Regions from separate parts of the Mus musculus genome. Here region 2 is linked to region 1. The links are chromatin contacts, called in public Hi-C maps. All regions are on one chromosome and are shown on one strand. The core of a region is the stretch at or near the end of the contact, and the rest is flanking DNA. Distances in the headings are between cores, read along the strand shown. Region 1 has its middle 39 kb from the start of Gm39910. Region 2 overlaps Meis2 (Meis homeobox 2).

Evidence for each region. Hi-C and Micro-C count contacts between places; a contact is called where the count stands out from the background.
Region 2: a contact with region 1 is called in a Hi-C map of liver, with 9 times the contacts expected there. The contact joins two enhancer-like sites. A contact is called at or near these places in 1 of 484 Hi-C or Micro-C datasets (liver) and 1 of 9 other capture datasets (pancreatic islet).

Annotation. Positions count from the first base shown.
Region 1 is chr2:115,446,557-115,451,677 of GRCm38.p6, forward strand. No RefSeq gene overlaps it. Among named protein-coding and RNA genes, the nearest start is that of Gm39910, 39 kb to the left of the region's middle. Within about 2 kb of position 3,680, at least 12 of the 459 cell types and tissues checked have an H3K27ac peak or open chromatin away from gene starts, as enhancers often do. A contact at or near this core is called in liver, where this site is marked.
Region 2 is chr2:115,887,191-115,892,631 of GRCm38.p6, forward strand. All of the region lies in intron 9 of Meis2 (Meis homeobox 2), which reads right to left. Among named protein-coding and RNA genes, the nearest start is that of Gm31590, 83 kb to the left of the region's middle. Within about 2 kb of position 1,656, at least 7 of the 459 cell types and tissues checked have an H3K27ac peak or open chromatin away from gene starts, as enhancers often do. A contact at or near this core is called in liver, where this site is marked.

The DNA.
Region 1 (5,121 bases), core at 2,430-4,929:
ATGAAGAAAGAAAAAAATGGAGAGAGGTGTTACAACCCAGTAAATGAATGTCCAGAGAGAAATTATTTTCCTATGAGTATGTATAAGTAACTCGAAATGACATTGCTCTATGGAATTAAAAGTAAGCTTTGATTTATTGAAAAAGAATAAAAATATAAACAACATAGAGTATTATGTAACATAAGTGTTGTGTGTGTGTCTTATTACCCTATGTATTGTATTAGTAAGATTGCACCAGAAACCTACAATAATCAGAAGCAGCTTTTATATGGGAAAATAGCCTCTTTAACCCATTTGAAACTAGAGGGTAAACTGTGGGTATCATATGGCAATGCCAAAATATTCTCGCTTGTGTCTCTCTCTATCTGCCTCTGTCTCTACCTCTGTGTTGGTGTGCTCCCGGCTTTCTGGCTTTCTCCTCTGTGTGTGTGTGTGTGTGTGTGTGTGTGTGTGTGTGTGTGAGAGAGAGAGAGAGAGAGAGAGAGAGAGAGAGAGAGAGAGAGACTCTCACTGATCATGATCCCATGTAGCAGAGTCATGTAAGCCAAGTTCTTAATCAGAACAAACCCAAAATCCTTCTCTGATATGAGACCCAGGGTCCTTCTGACCAGAACTTGCTCTCTGTGGCTTATCTATTTAAAAAGTCATGTTACCTTTAACAACAAAGAAACAAACAGGGTTCACGCACAGGTTCCATCTGCCATCTGCTCAGACTCTCCACAGTGTGTTTGTTGACTGCAGCTTGCCTCTCTTCTCTCTGCTGCTCCCCCCACAATTAGGCGATGGACTGAGTAGCCTGTGCTGTAGCTTTCTTTGCCTCTACAGTGAACTTTCTATCTTCATCACAATGGCAGCCTTGCCTTCAGACTAACAAAAATGCATTGGCTTCATGGTTAGTTCTTAGAAGTGTTTCAAAACAATCTGGGTTTCCTTTCAATCCCTTAAAAAAAATACATTTAGTAAGATTAAAACCCCACCAGACATCAACAAGCCTGGAATACAAAGATGATAAGATTTCACTTGACTTTTCCTCCTCCCATTTTTTGTTGTTTTCTTATGGCTGGTGACTTAGAATAAAGTAATAAATGAAGACTGATTGCATAATGGTCTGCCTGGAAGAGCAGCAGCTATGTACTGAATTTAAACATATAGACTTGCTCAAATTTAAAAAAACTAGGAAGTCTGCAAACAGAAATCTCTTAACACAAGTTGTGTCTCAGTGGTATATAGGAAGATAAGATGTGAAGTCAAAGCAGTATCGACTTCTTATTTATTTTTATTATGTTTAATTGTGAATGGGAAGGAGGATTTATACACAAAACTGCAGGTGGCTTTGAGAGTTCAGAAGAGGGTGGCAGATCCCCTGAAGCTGGAATTACAGGCATTTATGACTTGTGGGTGCTGGGGGAAAAATTGGGATCTCTGCATAAGCAATTAATTACTCTCAACCATGGAGTCATTTGTCCAGCTCCTAAGTGGTAATATTCTTAATACATAATCCTCAATTCCTTGGGACCCAAATATTCGGGGTGCTGAGGCAGATCAGTGATTAGAGGCATGCTGGGAACACATTCATCTCTTTCTTAACCTCTTTTGTCCTTCATTCTCACCTGACACTTTTTCTCTCTTCAAGAACCCTTCTTGTACCTTCATGCATGGATGATATATTCTATATCAGAGGGAAAACAAATTTCATTTACTTTTTTCTGGTGGGCTTATTTCACTTAACATGATGCTCTCCAGTTCCATACATTTTCTGCCAGTGATTTTGTTAATCATATTGCTGAGTAATGCTCCTTTGTGTACACACTACACTTCCTTTTATATTCATCCACTGATAAGCATTCAGGCTGATGCTGTGACCTATGTATTGTTAGTAGTGGTAAGATAAACAAGAATATACAGTAACTCTATTGTAAGCTGGCTTTTACTCCTTCAAGTATATACCCCAAAGTGTTCAACTGGATTTTATAATACTTCTATTTTTAGGATTTAGTTTATTTATTACTTTCCTAGGAAACTTTATACTAACTTCAATAGTCTATGTATTAATTAACATTCCCACTAACAGCCAACAGGGGTCCTTCATCCCCACATCTTCAATACCATTTGTTACTTTTGTCCTTTTGTTGATGTTTTGTATGAATGCAATGGAATCTCAAGGTAGTTTCTTTAAGATTTATGGCTTGTTCATATTTATTTTGGGTGTACAAGTGTTTTGTATGTGGGTATATATGTATAATAAATGCATGTCTTGTTCCAGAAGACATTAGAAGAGGCATAAGATATCCAGAACTACAGTTACAAATGGTTGTGATCTTCTGTGTGGATGCTGGAAACTGAATCCAGGTCATGTTCTAGAGAAGTCAGAGACCTTACTACTGAACCATTGCATCACACCCCTCAATGTAGTTCCATTTGCCTTTGTTGGATAACTAGAGCTGTTCTCTCTCTCTCTCTCTCTCTCTCTCTCTCTCTCTCTCTCTCTAATAGAAGAGTCTCAAATGTAGTCAGATAGTTGAACTGGACTGAATTGTCTCCCAGAAGAATCCACAGAAGCTGGGACAGTTGCTGAGTCGCATGCCCAGCAAACCATAAGAGACAATACACGGGAGGATGGAGGGGTGGATGATAACTCAACAATGTTGCTCCAGGCTGAGTCATTTTTCTGCCTCACGTATGATCAATCATTTTGTCTAAGCACACTATAGTTTCTTCTGGTCCAATAGGGCCAACTGCCTTGCCCACTCTTATCTTCTCTGAGTCATGATTGTATCTCTTTGTGCATTAATAATTGACCACTGTAATGCATTGATATTTCTTGATATTTACAAAGCCATCTCACTGAATCAAAGAGAGATGGAAAAATCACAAATATTTTCCCTTATCCTAGGTAGATACTAGAATCACCTATACTGATTTTCCAATGGCATAAACCTAGGCCCTACTACCAAGATCCTAAGAGATGTGTAGTCAAATAATAATTAGGGCATTCTACAGAAGATTCTACAAACTGAGAGAAAATAGAGACCAAATTCTGCAACTCGGGCTTCCATAAGATAAACAACTGCAACAAGGAAGCACGCCCTTCTATGCTGGTAGGTTTTCAGTCAGACCTACCTTCTTGTCATTCTTGAACATCAGTATGCCAGTCAACTTCTATGCCTTTAACTCATGCTAATCTCTGTGCTAACTTGTCCTTTCTCATTGTTTTCTATATACCTCAAAGTAATAATTACAAGAGAAATATTTGTTTACAGGTCACAGCAGACTTTCCTCGGCACTTCCCCACAGTTGCAATGTTGAGAAACAAATACGTTCCTTATTTCAACTTTCTGTCTAGGAATTGAAGTTCATCCATGCCGGGTAACATAACCAGTATATGAACTGCAGAGTGATGCTGATAAGGATCAACCAGGAGTAGGAAGCTGAGCAAGGTCTTTCAACATCAAAGTCCAAGACTGCTCTAATTTGCCTCGCCTTTTTTAATTAAGTGTACTCAGCACTCTGTAAAGTTGAGACTCAGACCTAATGACATGCCAAAACCTCTTCCAGAATGTTCTCAATCATTGCACCTAGTTTGTAATGGCAAATAACAACAGCAAGATAGTATACCAGGCTCTGTGCCCAGAGGGCTAAAGCTACCTGGCATGGTTTTCTTTGCCGAGAGGGGAGAGATCTAGTCTTAGTGGAGTCAAAGAACTTACAGAGCTTACGCAGCTAATAAGTGGCAGAACTGAGCTATTGATTAGAGAGTTCATGTACTTGACCTTTGGGCAATACTCCCATCCCTACCAGCCATCACAGTTTTTGCTTGTGTTAAGGTTAATTATTAACATGCATTTCTTTCTTCTTCATGAGAACTCTTTGGGTTTAAGAAAATTCTCAGAACACACATGCATAACCCAAACATCCATAATTCTTTAACCATTTCATAAGTATCTAGCACATCTATTCATGTGAGTCTGACAAGAATGGGATCAGAATCTTTAAGAACCAAATGCTCAGAAGAGGAATATTCAATTTAATCAATTTAATTCAATTCATCTTTCTTTCCATTATGTTTCATCAAATTTGTCTAAAATAAAATACTTTATGAATGCTTTTAGATGCCAAACCTCCTTCAGCTTGCTCTCTCAGGAATACCAATTGAGATATAGTATGGGCTTATATCTAGGAAAGTGTAAATTGTTGATAATTATTTACTGCTTTCTTGCCTTCTCTCTTGCTAACAAGACAGCCATGGCTACTAACTAGTACTATTCTTTCTAGAGAGTCTTCCCCTCAAATTGTTTGCTCTAACTTCACAATAATATGTGTTTTCTAGGGTGACATTGTCTCCTAACTACTGTAAGTCTGCCATAATTAGGGTAGATAATATGAACTATAAGTGCATTCAGGAATATTGAGGTGTTCCTGAGTAGTATCTGGCAAATGATATTCTTCTTCCTCTGAAATCTCTTGTTTCTAAAAGAAGTTACACCTGTTTCTGAATTCCTTGTTCACATTTTCCTCCTTGTTGAACTAGCTCATATTTGTCCTTACATGCTCATACTCTCTCTCTCTCTCTCTCTCTCTCTCTCTCTCTCTCTCTCTCTCTCTCTCTCTCTCTCTCTCTCTCCTCTCTCTCTCTCTCTCTCTCTCTCTCTCTCTCTCTCTCTCTCTCTCTCTCTCTCTCTCTCTCTCTCTCTCTCCCTCCCTCCCTCCCTCCCTCCCTCCTCATTTTCATTATTTTGACCATGATGATTTTCACTGTGCCCAAACCTTCGGTCTGACGTACAGGTGGTTCTCATTGCAGCCCATTTAAGAATATCAACAGTGGTTTTGCAACAGCAGCTCTGTTCACCCAAACAGCTTGTGACAGTCCATGCAAAGATTTTTATCTCTTTACATAAAACTCCATCAATGTTGCAGGCTCAGATGCAGAAATTTTAAGCCATGTGTTTTTGATACAGAAGACTTTTCCCCTTAGGCTTAGAATCAAAGAGAGACATCACATCATCCTCATTCCTTCAATGGCAAAAGGTTCATTCACACAACAGTCATTTGAGGGTGAGTCTCCATAAAGCCCAATTATCAACTCTGTCTAAAGTTAACAAGATTGCAATGGATGCTCACATA
Region 2 (5,441 bases), core at 406-2,905, 440 kb after region 1:
AATGCTAGGGTTGAGACATACTGTGTTTACTAATCCTTTTCTGTCTGCCTGAGTGCCTGGCACTATCTGGAGGCTGGCAGTCTTGAAGCTATGGATTCAATTCTGTTATCAACTTGAAGGCTGGTAGAGCCTAGCGGCTTGTAATTCCACTCATTCAGAAGGCTGAGATAGAACTATCAAAAGTTAAGGCTAACCTGGGAAACTTAGTGAGACTTTGTCTCTAAAGAAAGAATAAAAAGAGGGATGGTGCTGGGTATAGTGCTGTGTTCTTGTAAGCCCAGCATTCCGGAGGCAGAAGTAAAGAAATTAGGAATTAGATGTCAGTGACTTAGGTAGAAGTGTGGGGTCAGCCTGGATTATATGAGATCTTTCTTAAAACAAACAAATGAACAAACAATTAAGCCCATGAAAAAGCAAACTAATCAAAGTAGCAACAACAACAACACAAGTGGGTTGGGGTTTTAGCTCTGTGGCAGAGGGGGCTTGCCCAGAATGTGAGAGGAGCAGATTTAGACCTTATCCTTACCTCCCAAAGCCTGTCCACAGAGCTTCTGACATTTTGACCTTCAACACAGAGAATGACCTTTCAGTGTTAATGTGTAGATGTGAACAGGGTGACAGGTGATGGATGGCAAGGGGATGCAGCTGACAGACCTCCCACCCCTCTGCCATCTCACCCCTGCTGTCAGGAGGATTCGAAACAAAGCCTGTAAGAAGCAGACAGACATCTGGATGGACAAGAACATACAGCAAGCACACCCTGCAGCATTTATAACACACTCTATAAGGAGGAGTTGAGTTGGGTCTAGGTGAAGAGTTGGGTAGCTTTGTAGTTTCAAACATTTGGAAAGATTTAGAAGAGAGGTCTCAGATGCTGGGAATAGATGCTGGTGTGTGTCAAAGGCAGTGAAACCCAATTTAATGGTAGATTATGGGTTTGATGTAACTCCATTTTGAGGAATTTAAAGGGCAAAACCCAAGCTGGGCGTGACACTTTATGCTTGTAATCCCAGTACTTGGGAGGCAGAGGCAGGAGGACATGAGATTCAAGGTCAGCTTTGACTTCATAGCAAACTTCAGGATAGCAAGGGCTACTTTTTAATTCCAAGCTAACCTGAACCCCAGACTAAGATCTGATGTACAACAACAACAACAACAACAACAACAACAAAAACCCAAAACCAAAACAAACAAAAACCCAAAACACAAATGAACAAACAAACAAAAAACCAGAGCAAAACAAAAAGGAAGGAAACCCAGTGCAAGGGCTCTTGGTGTCAGTGGCTTTCATAAGAGGCCGATGGCCCTGAACTATCAAATGTGACAGAGTCATAAGAACAAACAAATAAACAAGCAAACAACTCACAACCCTTGTTCCCCAAGCTTTCCTCGAGCACTGGCAATCTGCTCTCTGAGTAGACCCGCCAATTAACCAAACATTAAAGCAACCCACAAATCTATGTTAGTGGCTTTGTAGAACAAACAGAAAGATGTGTGTTGTAACTAATCACTGTTAGAAACTGTTTGAGCCACAGAGTTCAAGAGACACATAAAACTAACCAGCATGGAGTGCAGACCGGGGCAAGCAGCACGCAGTCAAATGCACAAACACTCAGAAGAATTAATGACAGCCCTGTCTTGCCTTCCCTCAAGAACCTTGCACTGGAATCTGTTGTCTTTCCACTTACTCAAGACAGGTGCAGATCTGATAAGAGGTTGGCACACACAAGCTGAGTCTCCTTTATAATTTGTTTTGCAACTTCCCTTTCTAGATAAACATTGTCCAAGTACAACTTCTAAAAAAAAAAGTTGTGTTTACTTGTCCTGTTCATACTCTCCCCCCTCCCCTTTCTTCTAAATGTTCCCTCAGGATGCTGGCTGGAAAACTAGAAAAAGCTTGGATTTCAGCTCTGGTCTCCAAGGTATTCTAGTGTTCGGCTGGGCCGTGTGCTGGGAGGGAAGCTCTCTACCTTGCTGATTTAATTAACAGGATTCTTTTCATTATTGTGGGGATTTAGTTTCTTCTTGCCTTTCAGTGTTTGGGAAACACTGATTTATGTTTTATATTTTGAAGGGAAATTTATTGTTCTTTGACAGCTGAGGTTCTTAAATCCCTGGTACCAAAGGGACCCTGGGGAGGTGTCACAGTTGCCTAGCCTTGCCTACCTACCTATACAGAGTCATCTCAAAGGCCCCCCTCCAGAAACAGGGAGAACCATCAGCTGTTCGGAGCCCAACCCACTCCTCCTCCAGCTGATCATTACACCAGCAGGGGTTGGCCCATTCCCATTTATGAACAGTGGCATTAGTAGGTTGATCAGTAACTGCGAATCACCGATTCATTAAAGTGAAGACAACAGCCCATGAATTTGTGAACTCTATTTAATCTCTTGACTAAATGGAGCTCATTGAATCGTTAGAACGTGCTCTACTTATGACAATGCTCATGACTGAGGCAGAAATCATGACAAATTTTCTAAATATGACCATATTTAGAAAGGAGGAGACTATATAATAGAGGAGGAATAGGAGGAGACTATATAATAGAACCCTTGAAATTAGCACGGTAGAAAATCTGGCATGGGCTGCCATCACAATTTTCTTGGAGTAGTAACCATCCAACTCTGGCTTAGAAGGGAAAAAAAACCCTAATATGTTTAGTAAGAACTTTGGAAGATGTGTTAGTTAATTTATATTTCAGGTTCCAATTAGTGGCCATCATTAGGTTGTAATGCAGATCATTGTTGGCTATGAGGGCTTCATAATTCATTAATTTACTCCCATGTATATTCTCACTACTGAATTTTGTTAGGCTATACAATAAATGAGGTGCATATATGTATGCATCTTCTTATTTAATTCTCAAAAACAAAACAAAACCCAACCGAGTGGATATTATTAGTTCCTATTTTCTGTCCAGTAAAACTGAAGTTAAAGAAATCCAATACCATGGCTCAGTTTCCACAGTCAGTAGCTGAAGCGGGCTCTGATGTACATACATATATCCACAAGGTTGAGGTATAGGAAACCAGAAGTCACAGTGGCCACACTTCCTTTAGCTAGCATCGCCAGGCAGGCAGGAAAATGGAGTAACCTTTTACACAAATGATGTAACATTTCCTTTCTAAGAAAATTTTAGACCAGAAATTCTGTCTTATCTGAATACATAAGCCAGTAGATTCTAAGGTAAAGTCTAGAAGAAACATAAAGAGCATATAATTCTACAGTAGTTTAAAATTTCAAACCTTTAGAAGAAATTAACGTGGGGGAATAGTTCAACTCAGAGAGATAGATAACCCTAAAGTCTGCCTTCCCTCTGACCCTGAGCCCACCAGCTCCAAAGCTAATGTTCTCATTATTTAGTTCTGTTGCTATATGAGGACTTTGCTTTTGAAATGTGAATTATTTTTATTGATGTGGCCTGTCTGATCAGGGTGCAAAAATTCAAAGAATAACTTTCTCTTTCAAATTCAGGCTTTTAAAAATTTCACACAAAGACAAGCTTTTGTCGGCAATCTTGTTTTAGGTAAAATGTCAGGAAGGAGGCACTAAGTCATTCTCACACTGACCTTGGCCTGAAAGAGGTCCAGACCAGTGGAAAAGGGAGAGGGATCAGAGACCATAGACACAACTTTATTGTTAGCAGTCTATGCCAGGCACAGGCTGGGGGTGGGGGGGGGATCTCTACACAGGGGGCATTTCAGCATGCTAGCCTCTCTCTGCTTGCTACAGCACCTATCACGAGTCCCATTACCACAAGGTACAGGGTACACTCCCCTTCAGCTGATCTTGATTCTTCTGGTTCATTTCCTCTCCCTTATTAATAGTCTTTGATGGCTTGTAGACATTCTAGAAGGCACGATATTTGATCCCTTTGAACAAATATTTGTCCAGTGTCTGCTGTCTTCTTGGCAGAGTGCTCAGGTCTTCTTCGGGAAACACAGAGAGGAAGAACTTGTACGGGGCGGGCACACTTGCAAAGTGAAAGAAAGGCACTAACTTTGAGATTCGTTTCTCGTCCTGTAGGTCTCTAAGCTTAGTTAGAAACACAGGATGTAGTAACCCAGAGAAAGCACAGGTGTGGAAAGGTAGGGTTGAACTCTGGTGATGCCACTATAGTAAGGTTTGGGACAAACTCTCTAACTTTTAAGGTGTAAATCACTTTAGCTGTAAAATGGGAACTACGAGATCTGCTCCAAAGCTTTGACCCGAAGATGAATTGTGAATACCAATCTGCGGTGTAAAGTATCAGGCCATCACCTGAGAATTACTGGGGTACAGCCGAGCCATCCTGCACAGCAATGCTCACTGCTTTTCTCTCCCTGAGGCCCTTAGTCTCAGAAAGCCTGGGGGTTCAGTGAAGAGGCTACATTAACCCAGGGCAATGGAGTTTGGGGGATGGAGCTAGCATGGGGGAGAAGGAAGGATGCAGGGGACTTTTGGTCTCTCCTTGAAGGACTCTGATAGCAAGAAATAAGAAACACGGGAGGGAAAGGCTACCAGACTGGGGAGAGCTCTCAAACAAGTGCACAAGTCACATAGGTGCTCTTGTCACATGTGCTTTGTAGAAATGGTCCTGGGCTGAAATTGGGAGGTAAATGTTTTACGTTTACAATGAACAATTCTTTAGCTTTGTGACTGACTTCTCTATCTCTGATTCATTATTTCTCAGTTGCAGATGGGAGATACTACCGACTCCATACAATTAATGGAAAGATTTCATATTCAGCCAAGGACTGAGAGTGTATTTGAATGATTATAAAGTTTAATGATTTTTTTCTATGTCTTGGAAAGAATAGATAGAAAAGTCTCCAATATTGCTGAAACAGTTCTGAGTAATGGCCAGGTCCTGCCTACAGTCCCACTTGTGGAACTTATGTCTACCACTTGAACATTGGAGAGTGAATTTCAGAATATATCTGTGCTGTTTGTTTTGATTTCATATTGTATCTACCATGCCCCACTGGAACATGGAACAAACTAATGAGTTTGATAGCCAAATTTAAGTCCTTTTTTTCAGCTCTGTCTTCTGAGGTTTTGTTTCCCTTCCCACAGTGGCACGAATAGGCATAAATATAGTGAGCAGATCTTTATTTACAGCTCATAAATTATTTACCTAGATATTTAGGCATATGAGACTAACATATCTGCTATCTACTTGGTCTTTAAATTATTTTGCATTGAAACGTGGGTATTGGTGCTTAAAAGCAAGCAGAGAAGTTAGAGATTAAAATTTCAGAAAAACTCAGACACCTGGTCTGCTTTTCGGTGACCACTTACTGCTACTTTTGAATTCTCAGAAAGCTTACAAGGACAAAGGCAAAAAAACAGGACTGATAAAACATCTCAGCATATTTGGGTTGATGACTCTGAACATGGACCACAAATTTGGAAGAGCAGAACCCACGCTCACTTTGGCAGATGAAAACCACCCATTCCCC